2 separate regions of the Rattus norvegicus genome follow, and region 1 is linked to region 2. A link is a contact called in public Hi-C data. All regions are on one chromosome and are shown on one strand. The core of a region is the stretch at or near the end of the contact, and the rest is flanking DNA. Distances in the headings are between cores, read along the strand shown. Region 1 overlaps Sorcs2 (sortilin-related VPS10 domain containing receptor 2). Region 2 overlaps Sorcs2 (sortilin-related VPS10 domain containing receptor 2).

Region 1 (3,847 bases), core at 760-3,259, 51 kb after region 2:
CTCACATGGGCTCATTGCCAACGCTTATGGCGTTAGCTTCTTGTACAGTGCTGACTCCCCATCCACTAGGTCACACTTGGAATATGGCCTCACTGGGATTTTTCTATTTACTAAAGGGGCATCAGCACGGCCCAGTTTCTGTGGCCTGGCTTTCCTTTCTACTTATGTTGCCTAGAGGCTTCAAGCCATGGTGCAGTTCCTTGTCTTCCCTCACCGCTGGTGACCGAGAGGCTGTGGAATACCTGTGAATGCGCACATACACACAAGCACATGCAAGTGCGCATGCACACACCTCTAATATGTGAGGCCGAATCAGGCCAAGGATGATATTGTGCTGTGGTAGGAGAGGTACCTGAGGGCAGGGGGGTTCTTCTTGGCAGGGGGTGGGCTCTTATACAGGAAGTCTGGAGCAAAGAACTGTTGAGGGACAGATGGGGGGGGACCAAGTGTCCTCTTGGGTAATAGGACAGTGGCCAGGAGCTGGAGGGGAGAAGGAAGCATGTTCCAAGAGATAGCTGAAATGATACAACAAGGGCCAAAGATAAGGGGTTTGTCAGTAGATGCATAGCTGTGTACTTCTGATGTCTAAGAAATTGCTGCGTGGAATTTGGTCTGATTCATCTCCCTTCTCCGCAAAGTGATACACAAAGCAGCAACGTTTGCTCCATTTCTTGGTTACTTATGTTCTCCTGCTGACCTGGTCCTTGGCATTACCTGGTGGTTTAGAGTTTGGATGGGTCAAGAGGGGTACTGATAGGCGACATCCAGCCATCCTGAGATGCTTGCCCCATCTCCCATTGTCTTGTACCAACTGCAGCCCCCTAGATGAAGACCCCAGAAAGGGGCGCTTGGTTACATAGCCTAAACCTATCTGTCCATGTGTACCATGAAGTGGGCCATAGCCCTAATGTGCCATGGAGCCCTTGGGCTCTTGGCGCTTCTGACCATGGCTTCTGGTGTGCCAGGCTCTTTGCATTGGCTGCTGGTTTGGGCATCATAGTGTCTTGATCTCCATGCTTCTATCATGACCCCCACTCACCCCACTTTCTGTCCCTGGGTCTACTTCCTTTGTTGGTGGTTGGTCGGGTTGTTCATTTCTGGGTGTGACAGGGAAGGAGTCGACGCACTGCCTGCTGCTGAGGAGCGCAAACATCGGTATCTGCCACAGCAGCCGGATGCCATGGCTGGCACTCAGCCCGCCCGGCTCTAGGTTAGGCTTGGGTAGACATGGCTGCCTTGGGTCAGAAATAAGGGAGATGAAGTGAAAGCCTGCTGTGTCAGCCACATCTCACCTGCTCCGCCACGAAGGAGAGAATGGGTGTCACCTCTGACTTTCAGGTGGGGAAACTGAGGCATGAGTGAGTGAAAACTGTGGCCAGGATCTGAAGATAATTGGCCTGAGCCACTGTTTTCTTGCCCAGGCGAGCTCTCTAAGGAGGACAGACAGTGTCCACTGGGGAGATAGAGGCTGGACCCAGGCTGTCCAGTCTCTGTGCTGTGAACTTGGTTCTCCTGTGGAGAGGGTGATCTCTATAGCTAGCCTTTGGGGAGATGGATCTATGGAAGTTTCAGATCATCACTGTGGCCTTAGCACTGGACAGGGAGCATCTTAGTCAGGGACCCTCCCTAGTCTCGGGAGCACATCAGTACCTGCTGTGGACTGTCTTCCTGCTCTTGGAGCTGTTCCCTGTGCATCTACCATCCATCCTGCCCCCTCTTCCCTTCTTCCTCCCTCCCTTCTCTCTCTTCTCTTTGCCTCTAACTTCAGCTCCTCCCACCTTCCTCCATCTTCCCTCTCCTCCCCCTCCTCCTCTCTTCCACAGAGAAATCCTCGTGGTCACCACACAATGAGGTGATTGTGAGCTGGAGTCCCACTGAAGGCCAGGAACATGGTGGAGGCCTGATTTTCATGAATGATTCGATGCCCGGCCCGGCCCACTGCAGGCAGCAACCTGAGCTCGGGCGGCCAGCTGGGTGGTTTGCTTCAGGGCTTTGTCTGGGAATGAAGAGGCCCTGGCCAGCAGCCATGTTGCCTTGGTATTGGGGAGGAGGGACGGGGATGGCTGTTGGGGCCTGTAGGACAAGCTGGGTCAGCTGGGTCCCAGAGCTATGAGCCACTCTGCAAAGCGGCCCAGGGGCTGGGACTCTGGTCAGAATCTATGGGTAAGAAGGGTGTGGCTGGCCTCATGTAAGATTCTGGAGAAAAGGCCTACTACGTACGTACGTATGTACGTACCACTCACAACATTCCTACAGGAGGATACCGGATTCCCACATTGCTGGACGGGAGGCTGGAACCACTGTGAACCCAGTGTCAGCATGGGGGAGCATGGCAAGCCTTAGAGACAGCATCTCCACCACCCAGAGGGCTCATTTTCTGGCACTGGTGGACATCTCAGCCCTGCTCTGCCTGGTTGTAGTGCAAGTTGGTCAGGGTGGGGACACAAGGTACCCAACACACGGCAGTGAGCTTGAGTAAAAATGACAGGCCAGTTGCTGATGAGACTGTCCAGGAGCTTCTCTGGGGTTGGTGTGACCCTGCCCTCTGCAGGTCTGAGCGGATCTCCTCCAGAACAGCCCTGTCCAGCACTGGTATTGAGACTCAGTGTCAGCTCTGTGGGATCTGCTGCTTCTTCCCGGCTGTAGCGACACCTGCTGGTGGCCAGGCTGGTCCTAATCCTATGGCTCCCAGGTGGCTCTCCCAGGTCCTGCCTCCTAACTCCAGGAGAATATCTGCTTAGCTCCCCAACCCAGCATCTCTCAGGAGCCAGAGTTTCCCGCCCCTTGAACGGATAATGTTTTCTCTCTAATGGCTTGTGAGCCTCATCTGGACAATGGTTTCTCTCTCTGATAGTGTATCAGAGATGAGCTGTAGTATGAATAATGGCTTTCTCTCTAATGGCATGTCAGCGATGAGCCTTGCATTTGGCCTGCACACTCCGATTGTTAACTGAGACCGTGAGCCAGTTGTGGGCAGCTGTGGACAAGCTCTGCCTCTTCTTTCAAAGGCCCTTGGGTGGGATGTGGTAGACTTGGGGGAACACTGGAACTTTGTAAGACCCCCCACTTCTCTTCCCATTGCCTTTCCTCATCAAGGATACCTGGCTCAGTGGTGGCTGAGGCCACTGGAGGACCAGTGGATAGCCATAGGCATAGACTTTGGGCAGTAATCAAGGATCCCTAAGCTTCAGTGTTAACCTCCCATCAAATGGGAATCACAGTTGCTGGAGCCCCTAAGAATCACAGGATAAGAATTGTAGACACTGATCAACCCCCAGTCCTTGTCACCAAGGGAATGCACAGAGATTTTCCCAGGAAGCTGGGGACCCCCTGCAATAGGCAGGAGCATCCTCCTTATTCTCCATAACTTTATTGTCACTGACTGTTGAGGGCATGAAGGGTCTGGGTGTCTCTATTTCCCATTGCCCCCCTGCTAGAGTCCACCTGCCTGGTCTGGCTTCTGACTCATAGGAACAGGCCTCATGACCCTCCCCATCCAGAAACCAATATCTTCTTCCCTCCAGGGATCTGTTCAAATCCTTAAATTCTTGAGACACCAATACTCACTGTTCTGTCCCAAGACTAGCTGAAATCATGCCTCTTTGGATGCCTGGGGGTCATTCTACCTCCCTGGGATAATCACTTCTTTTTCCAAGCCCTGCTCTGTGGTGGGTGGTGATGGCAGGGAATCTATGTGCAGTGAGCCACCATCCCTCAAAGGGCACACTGGTCCCAGGAGGAATGATCAAATACCCCTTCACCACCAAGCCTAACTGTAAGGGAAACCATGCAGTCTCTGCCAGTCTGTCATCAGGACACAGCCTTGACCCTAGTCTGAATGCTACTT
Region 2 (4,484 bases), core at 66-2,565:
TCCTCTCTGCAGAGACTGAAGGCATCTAACGACAGTTCCCTGTTGAATCTGTGCAGCTCTCAGCCTCAGAGGGGTGCGCCTGAGGAATGGAGGGATTGTTTAAAGGCATGGTAGGCCTGTCCCCAATTCCTCCATCCCTGCCTTGAAGCCTTCTGCACTGCTCTTGTCCATGCCCTTAGGAGCTGACAGACGCACGGACACTGGAGAGATGAGACCACATGGTTGTGATCTGATGGCTTCAGAACAAACTCACCAGCAATATTTAGAGAACAACCACAGTCCCCCCCCCCCCCCAATCCCGGAAGCAGAGTCTGAACTCGCTGAACCGATTCGAGGCCTCGGGTTGGAGGCCTGCTGCTATCACGTGCTGGTTGATGGAGGGAGCTCTACTGTGATGAGGTCACAAGCTCAGTGACAGGAGCTGTCCTGAAGCAGAAACAGAAGCTTAGGGACAGCAGGTGACATGTCCTCCTGTGTGGGGAACATGCTAATTACATGACATAGACCACCATGCTATTCTGCTCTGTACCCTGGTGCCTTCTGGTTATACCCAGAAGGGCCTTAGGGATAGACTGAAGTTAGGAAGTCAGTGTGGGTGGACCCACAGAGGGAGAGGCCTGAGCCGGGTCGTGGTGCCACAGGTATGGTAGATTTTTCAAACCCAGTTTTCTGAAAATATCTACCCATCATTCACCTAATAGGTTGGTCCAGGCAAATGGATGGGCCACTTTCTGGCTTAAGGGCAGCAGGGTCATGGAGATCTCCACAGTTCTGGGAAGTTCAGTGTGCAGAGCTTTGGGTCAGGTACTGTTCTCATGGGCAGTGTGGCCGCTGTGGATTGGGAAGAGTGTTCCCTCCCACCATGAGGTTGGGCTCTGAGCAACACTGAGAGACCGAGGGCCAGATCCAGTGACACTTCCTGCACACCCGTGTTTCTCTTCTTGTTTCCAAACTGCTGGAGAAACTAAATGATTAATTAAGTGGCGCCCACACAGATTTTTTTTTCCTCCCAAGAATGTTTTTTTTTTTTTTTTTCTTTTTTTAAAACAAAGCAGCGCTTCGCTGGCTTGTCAGAGATGGGGTTGGGAGAGAAAGCTTTAATGGTCTTAATAAATCACAGTTACTCACGTGGGCAGATGCGTCAGGCTGAGGAGGCGCCTGATTAAGCATCTAATTGTGTTGACTGAGCTGGCCACGCCCCCGGGGGCGGCCATATTGCCCAGAGATACTGTGAACAAGCCCTACCACCTCTTCTTGCCTTGTTTCCTGTAACAGAACCAGTACTACAGAGGAGTTGCTCCTGACCTGTGCAGCCACCTTCCGTTGGCTTCACATGTGGGAGCCACCTTAGTTTTCACAAGGTGGGGGCGGGAGGGGGTGCAGGCTCCACCTCTGGCAGCATGGCCAGAGGCATAAGGACTCTACAGCATCATTCTTTGTGCCTAGCCCTTCCTTGGTGCCTTCCTATCCCAGGTCTGTGATGATCAAGTATAGCTGGGGTTGCCAGGTGGTAGTGGGGCATACTTTTAATCCCAGCACTTGGAAGGCAGAGGCAAGGGGAACTCTGAGGCCAGCCTGGTCTACAGAGGGAGTTTCAGGACAGCCGGGGCTACACAGAGAAACCCTGTCTTGAAAAGATATTTTTAGTTAGGGTGGTGGGAGGGTGACCACTAGCCACTGGCCAGTGAGCACTGCCAGCAATATGAATGATAGAGCATGCAGCTAGAACATGCCAGGGGTTGTGCCGGGTTGGTGTGGGCGTTCGTGACACTAGGAAGACATAGCACAGTTGAAGTTGGAAAAGCTGGTGCACCAAGGACAGTTTTATCCAGAAAAGGGCCAGCAGCTTCCTGGAAGGGGAGACTCTCATGTCCGAGGTAGCCACTCAGAGCCTATCCTGCCTCAGTGGAGATCTTGGATCTTACTGGGTAGTACTACCACAGACCCAAACCCAGTCACTGCTATGTAAAAAATAAATCAAGAGAATCTGAGGGATCTTGAACAGTTGGGATGGCTGGGGTTGGGGGGTGTTTCGGAGCCAGTCGTAGGGATGAGTATGTCCCACTGGGGAGACAAAACATGGCTCCCTCTGAAACAGACTGGGAAGCTCATGTCTGCACTGTAACTTGCATATAAATTCTCTGTCATATCTTAGTAGCCCAGAGCTGGCAGCACCCTACCGTCCAGCTGCAGACCTGCTGGGTAAACGAAGGGTGGTTTATCCATACAATGGACTATTATTTGGAACAAAGGAGAAGCAAGTAGTAAAACATGGCTGTACCCCAAGAGCCTTATGCTAAGTGAGTCGCAGCAGGCCACAGACTGTTTGATTTCCTCCTTATGAAATGACTACAGTGGGGGAAATTGAAGGAGACAGGAAGTAGACTGGTGTGGTTGCTTTGGCCTGAAGAAGGTGGTGGTTGGGGAATCAGTAACTAAGACTGAGGCAGTGGAGTGCTCAGACGTCGTCATTGTTGGGGGGGGGTCTGCAGCTGTCCCCAAACCCTTGGGCTGTACCCAAGGTGAGAGGAGTTTAGTAGTGAAGTCTGTGTGAAGTTTCCAAAGAGAGGTAATGAGGTGAGAGCAAAGGGTGGTGGGAAGGGGCCACCTGCTGAGGGACACACGGGCAAAGGAGAGTGGGTGGAGATCAGAGCTGGCACAGCAACAGTGGCACAGTGGCAGGGCGCCCAGGGCTTCTGGGTCAGTGGGAGGGGCCCTACAGAGGAGCTGCAATGGCAAAGATCATTCTCGCTCTGTCCCACCTCGGCTGTGGCGCTCTGCTGTGAGAGCCCTGGGTCTCTGCTGTGGTTCTTCATTATAAGATCTCTTCATGGCCCACTGCTGGGTCTCTCTGCCATGGACTTTCTGCTGTGGCCCCTCTATCACGGCTCTCTGCCTTGGCCCACATGCCTTCCTTCCGTCCTTCAGTGTGTCAGGAGCCTTCTAGGCCCCAGCCTTAGAAATCAGTAGGAGTCACCTCCATTATCAGATACTTGGCCAGGCTCAAGGGGGATGGTGCCGCTCCTTCTCCTGTGGAGTAATAGCACAGAATTTGGGGCCTCACCTGTGGCAAATCTGAACCACAGACAGCATCCTTAGCTCAAGGCCTCTGAGATGACAGCATCTCTGACCTCTGTGTGACCTAGAGCCCTGTGGCCAGCCTGAGGCCACAGCCAGAGTCTGCCCCAGGCCTGACCCTGCCGCTTCCAAATATCCTTCCAGGACTTGGAACCAGAGCAGGCAGTAGTGGGGTCATGCAGCATTCCCCAGGCGCCAGCTAGAACAGCCCTGTTTGCTCAAGGGTTAAGTCTCGTTGAGGGTTGCCTTGTGTGGAAATTTATGAAGGGGATTTATTACTAACAGGTGGAGGGCGCAGGCATTTCTGGAGACCCAGAGACGGCCTGCTAGATGCCTTGCAGATAACAAAAGGCAGAGGCCCCTTCCCCTGAGACCCACTAATCCAGGGGCCATCTGTCCCCTTGAGTCATGGCTCTGGTTAAGATGCAGAAAGACCGCAGGTTGCAGGGTGGAGCTGCCATTGGCCACAGCACACAGGGATAGCAAGAGACTGCCCCCAAGTTCAGGATTCCTCACCAGGCTATGGCTTGGAGGAGATCCAGGAACTTCTGGGTGTGGATCTTTCTGCACCTCCAGCTGGTCCTGTCATTGTGTTGTAGAGGTCTGAGTGATTGACAGGCTTCACTAGGGGTTGATTCATGGACTGGGGTTGGGGTGAAGGGTGTCACCTTCACTTTGTACACACCCCACACTTGCTGAGACCGGGAAATCAAGCATGCCTATTTAGCACCTGGAGACAACCAGACCTTAGCTGTACGTTTGATCCTTCAGACTAGACAAGAGTGACCTTGACCCTGAATCTACCCCCTTTTCAACTGAAGGTGTCCCCAAGACCCTCCATGTACGTCCAAGGCCTGGTGCCTGTATGCTCCTTGGCTATGCACCCCCGTGGGAATGGAGGCGAGCATGTCAAGTTTTTTTCTCAGATTTTCTAGAAGTATCCACTACCCCACATGGTGAGAAGGCACGAGGTGAGAGACGGGCCAATTAAGGTGGTGGCAGGGACACTTGGGATTTTTTTTTTTACATAGTCAGGGAGGAGAAGCCTGGGACTCTGTGGGCCTGGGGACAAACCTCATGTGTCCTCTCCTTCCTCACTGTCACCTCTCTGTGTTCATAGACTGGGACTGAATTCCAAGATAAAGGTGACACAGGCCCAGCTCCTCCCATGGCCTTTCTTGGCTCCCAGTAGCATCATCTCCCTGGGTCTTCACAGCATCGTTCCTGTGTGGCTTAGTGTCCTAAACTCTTAAGAAGATGCCGGTCACTGCACATTGACCTACTTAGTGATCTGCAACTCAGGAGCTCTCTGTAAAGCCTCTGTCTAGTGCTGGAGTCCCGGAGTTAGCTTCGGCCTGTGGATATGGGGGAGAAAGCCGAGTCTTTCTCAACAGTTTCTTCTTGTT

Evidence for each region. A called contact is a pair of places that touch in the nucleus more often than the background predicts.
Region 1: a contact with region 2 is called in a Hi-C map of Schwann cells, with 2.2 times the contacts expected there. The contact joins two enhancer-like sites. A contact is called at or near these places in 4 of 12 Hi-C or Micro-C datasets (Schwann cells, hepatocytes and kidney).

The regions. Positions count from the first base shown.
Region 1 is chr14:78,667,727-78,671,573 of GRCr8, forward strand. The region is part of intron 1 of Sorcs2 (sortilin-related VPS10 domain containing receptor 2); the gene reads left to right. Among named protein-coding and RNA genes, the nearest start is that of Sorcs2, 74 kb to the left of the region's middle. Within about 2 kb of position 2,010, at least 46 of the 93 cell types and tissues checked have an H3K27ac peak or open chromatin away from gene starts, as enhancers often do. A contact at or near this core is called in Schwann cells, where this site is marked.
Region 2 is chr14:78,617,141-78,621,624 of GRCr8, forward strand. All of the region lies in intron 1 of Sorcs2 (sortilin-related VPS10 domain containing receptor 2), which reads left to right. Among named protein-coding and RNA genes, the nearest start is that of Sorcs2, 23 kb to the left of the region's middle. Within about 2 kb of position 1,316, at least 9 of the 93 cell types and tissues checked have an H3K27ac peak or open chromatin away from gene starts, as enhancers often do. A contact at or near this core is called in Schwann cells, where this site is marked.